2 separate regions of the Mus musculus genome follow, and region 1 is linked to region 2. The links are chromatin contacts, called in public Hi-C maps. All regions are on one chromosome and are shown on one strand. Each heading gives the region's core, a stretch centred on a gene start, on an enhancer-like site or on the middle of the called end of the contact. The rest is flanking DNA. Distances are from core to core; before and after follow the strand shown.

Evidence for each region. A called contact is a pair of places that touch in the nucleus more often than the background predicts.
Region 1: a Hi-C map of the N1E-115 cell line shows a contact between it and region 2, with 7 times the contacts expected there. The contact joins the promoter of Plcl2 here to the enhancer-like site in region 2. A contact is called at or near these places in 9 of 39 promoter capture datasets (the C10 cell line, the HPC-7 cell line, HPC-7-derived erythroid cells and 5 more), 6 of 484 Hi-C or Micro-C datasets (B cells, the N1E-115 cell line, cerebral cortex and 2 more), 7 of 115 datasets of contacts at active chromatin or transcription factors (T-cell acute lymphoblastic leukemia, acute myeloid leukemia, astrocytes and 4 more) and 2 of 9 other capture datasets (liver and macrophages).

What each region holds. Positions count from the first base shown.
Region 1 is chr17:50,507,607-50,511,257 of GRCm38.p6, reverse strand. It overlaps Plcl2 (phospholipase C-like 2), which reads right to left and starts at 1,711. Exons shown (of 6, transcript NM_013880.3): 1 at 1,321-1,711. The coding sequence starts at 1,650.
Region 2 is chr17:49,950,203-49,953,795 of GRCm38.p6, reverse strand. No RefSeq gene overlaps it. Among named protein-coding and RNA genes, the nearest start is that of Gm52302, 82 kb to the left of the region's middle. Within about 2 kb of position 1,840, at least 35 of the 459 cell types and tissues checked have an H3K27ac peak or open chromatin away from gene starts, as enhancers often do. A contact at or near this core is called in B cells, the N1E-115 cell line and embryonic forebrain, where this site is marked.

The DNA of each region.
Region 1 (3,651 bases), core at 462-2,961, 560 kb before region 2:
ATATCCATCACTAAGAGCTACACAAGCAGGAAAAAACGGACACCGCTTTTCTTGGTTTAAAAGTTAGACCATACACTTGATCTTTAGAGACAGGCAATGCACTTGATCTTTAAGCCCTTCAACTGTGCCCTGTCCACACAAAACCTGAGCAAGCAGATGACAAGGCTAGATGCAGTTTCACAACAGCCTCTTACACAGCACCAAAGTGGTCTGTTACACTAGATGGCTGCAGATGATGATAACCCAGAGGCACCTTCACAGTACTTGAGCATTTCTGAATTTCAAATACCACCAGTGTCAACTCTGTGCTGTTGGCACATTCTGACCTGTCTCCTAAGGGTTGTCAGCCACAAACAGGATGAGTTAGCACCAGACAGTACTCACTGGCCTGTCCTAAAAACTCCTTCATGTCTCAAAAAGCAACATTCCATATTTGCTCCATATTTGAACAAGCCAAATGGGCTGATCTGGCTCAAGGTTCTACTTTTCGTAGCTTATCAACTTTCTCTTTTCACTTCGAGTCACAAGAAATATTTTTATGTTGCAACTACACTGCAATGTTTGAAGGAAGCCACCATAAACTCTTAATGTCACCTCTTGAAATTTAAAATTCACAAAACAACTGGTGGCTTTCTAAATAGCACCATGAAAAACAAAACAAACAAAAACAAAAACAAGCAAAAACCATTCCAAAGAAACTTGCTAATTTGGAGAGGCCTGCTTATAGCAGCTAGGAAAGAATTAAATTGTGCGGAACTGTATTCTCTCAGAGCTTTTGAGGCTAAAAAAGAGGAAATCTGTGTTTATGTTCCCTTTCTCCGAGTAACTGAAGGAGAGGTATTTACATTCCCCAAATACAATCACTTGCAAGGGGCAACCAATTACCCAGTAGATTAGAAGAAATCTATTAAATAATATATGTTCATTGCCTGGGGTTTTGAGAAAATATTTTCACATGATCCCTGTCCTTTAAAATACAATAGAAACCTTACAGGGAGTGTGCCACCATGCTAAGCTGCCTCTGAAAAGCCTGTCCTACCCAGGCAGGTACAAGGCCATTTAATTCCAAGTCAATCTGGAGAGAGGTGACAGCCCCAAGTTGCTCTGGGGATGTCAGAGCACAGCACTCCTGCACACTCAGATCACCTCTCCATTCTTTCCCAATGCCATCAGCTTTCCAATCCCTGCTCCAGCACTCCAAACACCCCTACACCCTGGCTTCCCCTTCGCAGTGGGCTCATTTTGCATCGCCTCCTTCCGCCACAGCTTCTCCGGGGCGGGGAAAGCGAGCCCAAGGACGCGCGCGGGTCTCCTACTTACCTTGATGATGCTGCTCCGGCGGGGCAGGCCGCCCGGTTTGCTGTCCCTGGGGACCGGACCGGCAGCTGGGCTAGGGGTCCGCGCGAGCGCCACGCCTAGAGGTCCCCTGCCAGGGCTGGTCCGGGCTTCGTCCCCGGACACGCCGAGGCTGCAGTCTCCGTTGGAAACCCCGCCGCTGTCATAGCGCGCCCGCCCGTGGCCGAGGCGACCTCCCCCGCCACCACCTCCGCCTTCCCCGGCTCCGGCTTTCAGGGCGCCCTTGGCGCCTAGGGCCGGGCTCGGGGAGGTGGGCAGGGCCCCTCCTGCGGCGCCCCGGCCACACTCCGCCATGGGCGCCCCACGACCCGCCTGCACAAAGCCGCGTCCCCGCGTCCCCGCCGCCGCCGCCTCGGGCCGCTGCGCGCGGCCCCTCCTCCTCGCCGCCGCCGCCGCCTCGGCCGCTTCTTCCGCTTTTTCTTTTCTTTTTTTTTCTTTTTTTTTTTTTTCTTTCTCTTTTTGGTTGGGATGTGGCGCGTGCAGCGAGCTCGCCTCCGGCGCGAAGGACGTCGTGCAGGCGGAATTACCTCTGGGGTCCTGCCGGGGTCGGGGAGAGAGAGAGGAGAGAGGAGTCAGCTTGGGCGGCGGCGCCCCCGCTGCCGGCACCTGGGGAAGGAAAACACGCCCCGGCACACGCGCCGCTGCGGGCGCCAAAAATAACGCGCGCGCGCCAGCGCCCACCGCCGCGCGCCGCGTCCCCTCCGGCCCCGCGCTCACCGACGAGCGCCGCGTCCCCTCCGGCCCCGCGCTCACCGACGAGCTCGCGGCGGCGGGGCGCGAGGGACACGTGCGCCCACTCCGCGGCGCTGGCGACACGCGGAGGCGCGGCGCGCGGGGCTCCGGGGTTCCCGGCTCCGCCCAGGCCCGTCAGTCTCCCCCCCCCCCCCCACACCTTCAGGGCTCAGCCGAGGCCCAGGGCGGCTTCTGATGGCCCCCGGGCCCACCGCCACTTACCCGCGGCCATCGCCTCCCGGGCTTCGCGCTGCCCCCTACAGGCCGAGGGGACCCGTCCGGGCTCCGGGCACGGGCGTTGCGGTTGTGGTCGCTCTCCTAGGCCGGCTCAGCGAGGCGCACGCCACAGCCAGCTGTCAGTCACCTGAAGGCATCCCGAGGGGGACAGCGAACCCGCAGGCCGCGGGCGAGCTGAGGGTCCTGGGGCTGTGGTCTTGGCCGCTGCACCTCGCGTCCAGCTCCAGCCCTTCATTCGGAACCCGCTCCCTTCCCACCCTGCTCCCCCTGGGCTTCCTCAGTGGAGCAAACCCATTTCCCATACAGAAACCAATCCTCTTGCGTGTCCTTGGGCTGCTAAACTCAATGAGCACGACAGGTTGCCAGGATCTGGGGTAGGGATGGCATGGCTGGCAGGCGTTGAGAGACAGAAGACCTCCGCAGAGTTTATTTGGTGCCTCTGGGTTGTCCCACGGAGGTTTATCATTGTAGTCTGTGTCTTTCCTAAACCTGACACTAGAGAGACTTGCTTGTTCAACCCCTAGTGGGTACCATCCAAATCAGGACCATCGTTTGGGACAGGATCAAAAATCAATGATTAACATGTCGCTCTCATATGCAAATACTTTCCTTAAACCTCCATTCCTGGAGCCAAGGAAGAACGCAGGGCCACTGTGTAGCCTGGCAGAGCCATTGGCAGAAGAGCAGGACGAGTGCACTGTGTGGTACCAGAGGCTCCACCCACCTCCCCAACCCAGCCACCCTGAGGTCCAGTTTCATGCCTGGTTCTGGCTTCCCAGTTTTTCTCTCACTGTATTTCATCTTCTGGAAAGGCACTTTCCCTGGGCCAGGAGTACCTGAGAGTCCCCTGGGACAGAACTTAGAGACCTTGCCCTCGTTACCATAATATGGTAGCAAATTGCCAAGGAGCCTCTAAGGAAACGAGCTTTACATTCATAAACATGTCCACCCTTTCCTCAAATGCGACATCAAAATCCTTTCGTTATTCTTGGGGTGTTTTAATTCTTCTGATCCCCTTGGCACGCTTTTGTAAACATCTGGGCAAGTCAAATAGGGCCTACCCACTAACAAATGTTTTCTTATGGATAGATGACATTTTAATTCTTTTTTTAGCCTCACCCCTCCATATTAACTCCTTCCTAGTTTAGCCTCAAAATATATTTTTGGTCTTCTGACAGTTTCACAGAAAAATACTTTCAAATCAGCTTTTCATTTGCTTTATTAGATTGATAGTCATAATTGTGTTTGAGTATGTTAGAGAGGATAGAATGCAGGGGTCTTCCTGTAGAAGTTCTCTAATTCTGATGTTTTCAGTCATCACAGGAG
Region 2 (3,593 bases), core at 591-3,090:
CACAGGTACTGAGTACTTTTGTTTGTAAATTATCCTCTGGGGGGGGGGGGGGGGGAGAAACAGAAAGGTTCTTAGCACTTCATTTTCCCTGGCTGGTTTTGTGCGATAAGCTCACAAAGTATCCAGACCAGCCTTGAACTCACTGTATATCCCAAGGCTGGCCCCAGACGTGGCCTTCTCCTGCCTCAGCTCTGAATGAGGGAACTACAACCATGGGCAACCACACGCCTCTTTACTTTTTAAGAGCTAAACATTTTTTGTTCTTGTATCATTTTCTTGTGCCAGTTTTTAAATACTTCTTTGCTAAAAAAAAAAAAAAAAATCCACAGCTTTTCAAGAAAAATTTTTTTTTTTTCTGGGACTGGAGAGATGGCTCAGTTGTTAATAGCACTCTGGCTGCTTTTCCAGAGAACTGGAGTCCAATTCCCAGCACCCACATGGCAGCTCACAACCATCAATAACTCCAGTTCCAGAAATCCAATATGCTCTCTTGGCCTCTGCAGGCGTCAAACACACAAGAGGTGCACAGAGACATGTGCCCCCAAAACACCCATACACCTAATTCTTTTTTAAATTATGTGGGTTATTTTTCCATCTCTGTGTTAAATGTGCATATGTGTGTTCTGTGCTTGCAGCCTGGTGTGTGAGTAGAGGTTAGAGGTCCTTCTGCCATATGTGTTCCAGGGCTCAAACACAGGTCTTCAGGCTTGGTGACCAGCAGTCTTAGCTCCTGAGTCATCTTGCAGACCCCTAAACTTCCACATTTAATATGTTATATTATCTTGGTCTGTTCCCTTTATGCGAACTCTAAGAATAGAATGTGCGCTTCTTAAGCATTTCATTGAAGTATATTTAGTGCTAGGAGACTAGTCCGTCCAATTAATGAAGCTTTGTTAATTTAGCTTGCCATGCGATAACATGTAGGAACGGCTTGGCATGAAGCAAGCATGACAGCTTTGGTGGCCGTGTATGAAGAGAGCGTCAGGTAACTTAGATCCTAATAGGCAGGAGAAGACAAACAATAAACATATCACTAAGGTGGTGAGACAAGTAAGAACTGGTCAAAGTAGCCTTTAGATAAAAGACTCGTTTCTTACTGATATGTTGTGGCAACCTTGAGAATGAACGCATTACTGGCTATTTCCCCTCCAGTCAGGAAGGTCTCCTTCAAGCTCATGCAAAACTTATGCATTTTTCTCTATCAGATTTGCTTCACCGAAAATAGCATGTTAATCAGAGAGAGAGAGAGAGAGAGAGAGAGAGAGAGGGAGAGGGAGGAGGGGGGAAGAACTTATTTATTCTGGGCATTCTTCAGCATACAGCTGTCTAATACAATATTTTGGTCCCAGCAGTACACAAGACCTCTGGATACACACCAGCTGGATTAGGGAGAGTTTTTCCATGTACTGAAATTCTCACCAAGTTCCTGCAAAGGCAGAGACAATGGGTGAGGACAATGACAGGAAGCCGAAAAGGCCAACCAAGTCTCACTTGCACAAGAAAAAGCTCATTTGGAATTGAGAGCGTGCTGCGGCTCCGTGAAAGAATGTTTGTTTTCAAGCACGTGCACACACACAGAGCCCCGGGTTTGAGCCCTAGCGCCACACTGAAGGGAGTCTCCTTATAATCAGTCCTCTAAGCAAATCCTCTTTCAGTTATTCCTCCCCATGAACCCTTCCCCACACGTGGCCGGCTCCTTTCCGACTGTTCCTCCTTGGCTGTTAGCCATCTCCCGAAACACCCTCCACATTCGCATTCTGCCACCCACGGCCCCTTGCTGTCTGACCACGGTGATTCGCCTTATGGTTCCGCGCAGCCAAAAGCTAGAATGATACAATTATGTGACTTGGGACCTGAACCCTGTTAAATTCAGTCTGTGAATAGTAGCGGGTGGACATTGTTCCGCTTAACGTTTTAGACACCTACTGCTAGAGTAAACGTTTTTACAGTAGAATAAGTCTTTAGAGACCGTGCTGTGTAAATGGCCTGTTTCTCAACTCAACTAGAAAACAAAGAAAAGTCAATTCTCAAAAGCTGCTCTTTTTCAAATTCTAAGACCTAATTGTGTTAACAGTAATCGTGAGCAAGAGCGCCACCTCCTGGCAAAAGTCATTTAAAAACTAAAACTACCAGTGCTGCCTTTCAAGCCGCAGCGCAGGGACAGTCCTTGAACTAAAGTATTGGAAACAGCGACATAGGCAGGCGAGATGGCCTCTTAACTGCATACATATATCATGTGCTATCCTCTCTCCCAGTAAATACATACATGTAATAACAATTTTAAATAAAAAAATCACTACCTGCTTTTGTATGTTCAAGGGCTTCAGATAGTATACTTTTTAAAAAAGATTTTTCTTTTATTTTTAATTGTGTATGTGTATTTGTGGAGGTTTTCACACTTGAGGGCTGGAAGGGGGCTTTGGACCCCCTGGAGCTAGAGTCCTGGGCTGTTGTGAGCCACTCAACATGGGCACTGGACTTAGGTCTTATACAAGAGCAGCAAGTGTTCTTAGCCACTGAGCATCTCTCCAGTACCATATCTACATTTTAAAAAGGCTGCCGAGGTTGAACTGGGGAGTGTGTTTAGAAAACTGAAGTCTAGGATTCTGGTAGAGCGGTAGCTGCAGAGACAGATGGCAGAAGCGGGTAGCACAGGATATCTCCGGAGTCAGAGCCCTACTGCCTGCCTGTAGTTAGATAGGGCCTGAGCCACCGGGGAGAGAAGGAAAGATTCATGCCCCAAAGAGCAAGAAAGTCCTGAGGTAGCACAGAGCTGCAGAGCAGTCATGGCGCCTGCCATTTTAGACAAATCAAGGAAGCAACAGACCACTGTGCCTGGTAAGAAAACCTCAGAGGTGCACAGTACCACACACAGCTTTCGTCTTGCAATCAGTGAAACGGCTCAGGTATGATATATTATCCTGTTGTTTAATCTTGGGTAACACACAACACACACATAACTCACACATACATTATCACACATACACAGATACACAACACACAATACACACAAACATATACTTACCACACACATACATATACCACACACAATATACACATACATACAACACAAACACAACATACATACAGACTACATACAAACAACATATAACACACACAATGCACACATATCCACAGTACACACAATACACATATGCACAATACACACAACACACATATGCATACAACACACACATACACACAACATGCACACACAACATACACACACAGCACACGTACAACACACACATATGCATACATACACATACGTGCAACATATGTACATATACACCACACACACCTAGGCACACACCATGTATACACCACATACATACAACACACACATACCCACAACGCTCACACATAGCACACATATAAACACACATACAACACACAGACCTTCACACATACATATAACACATACACAAACACACATAAAAACACACATAAACACAATACTTAAACATACAACACACATATAACACACACAACACACATTCATACAACTACACACAACACACATCTATATACATACAACATACATAAACACACACACACACATACACACACAAAGCCTCATTGAACAGCTGAGA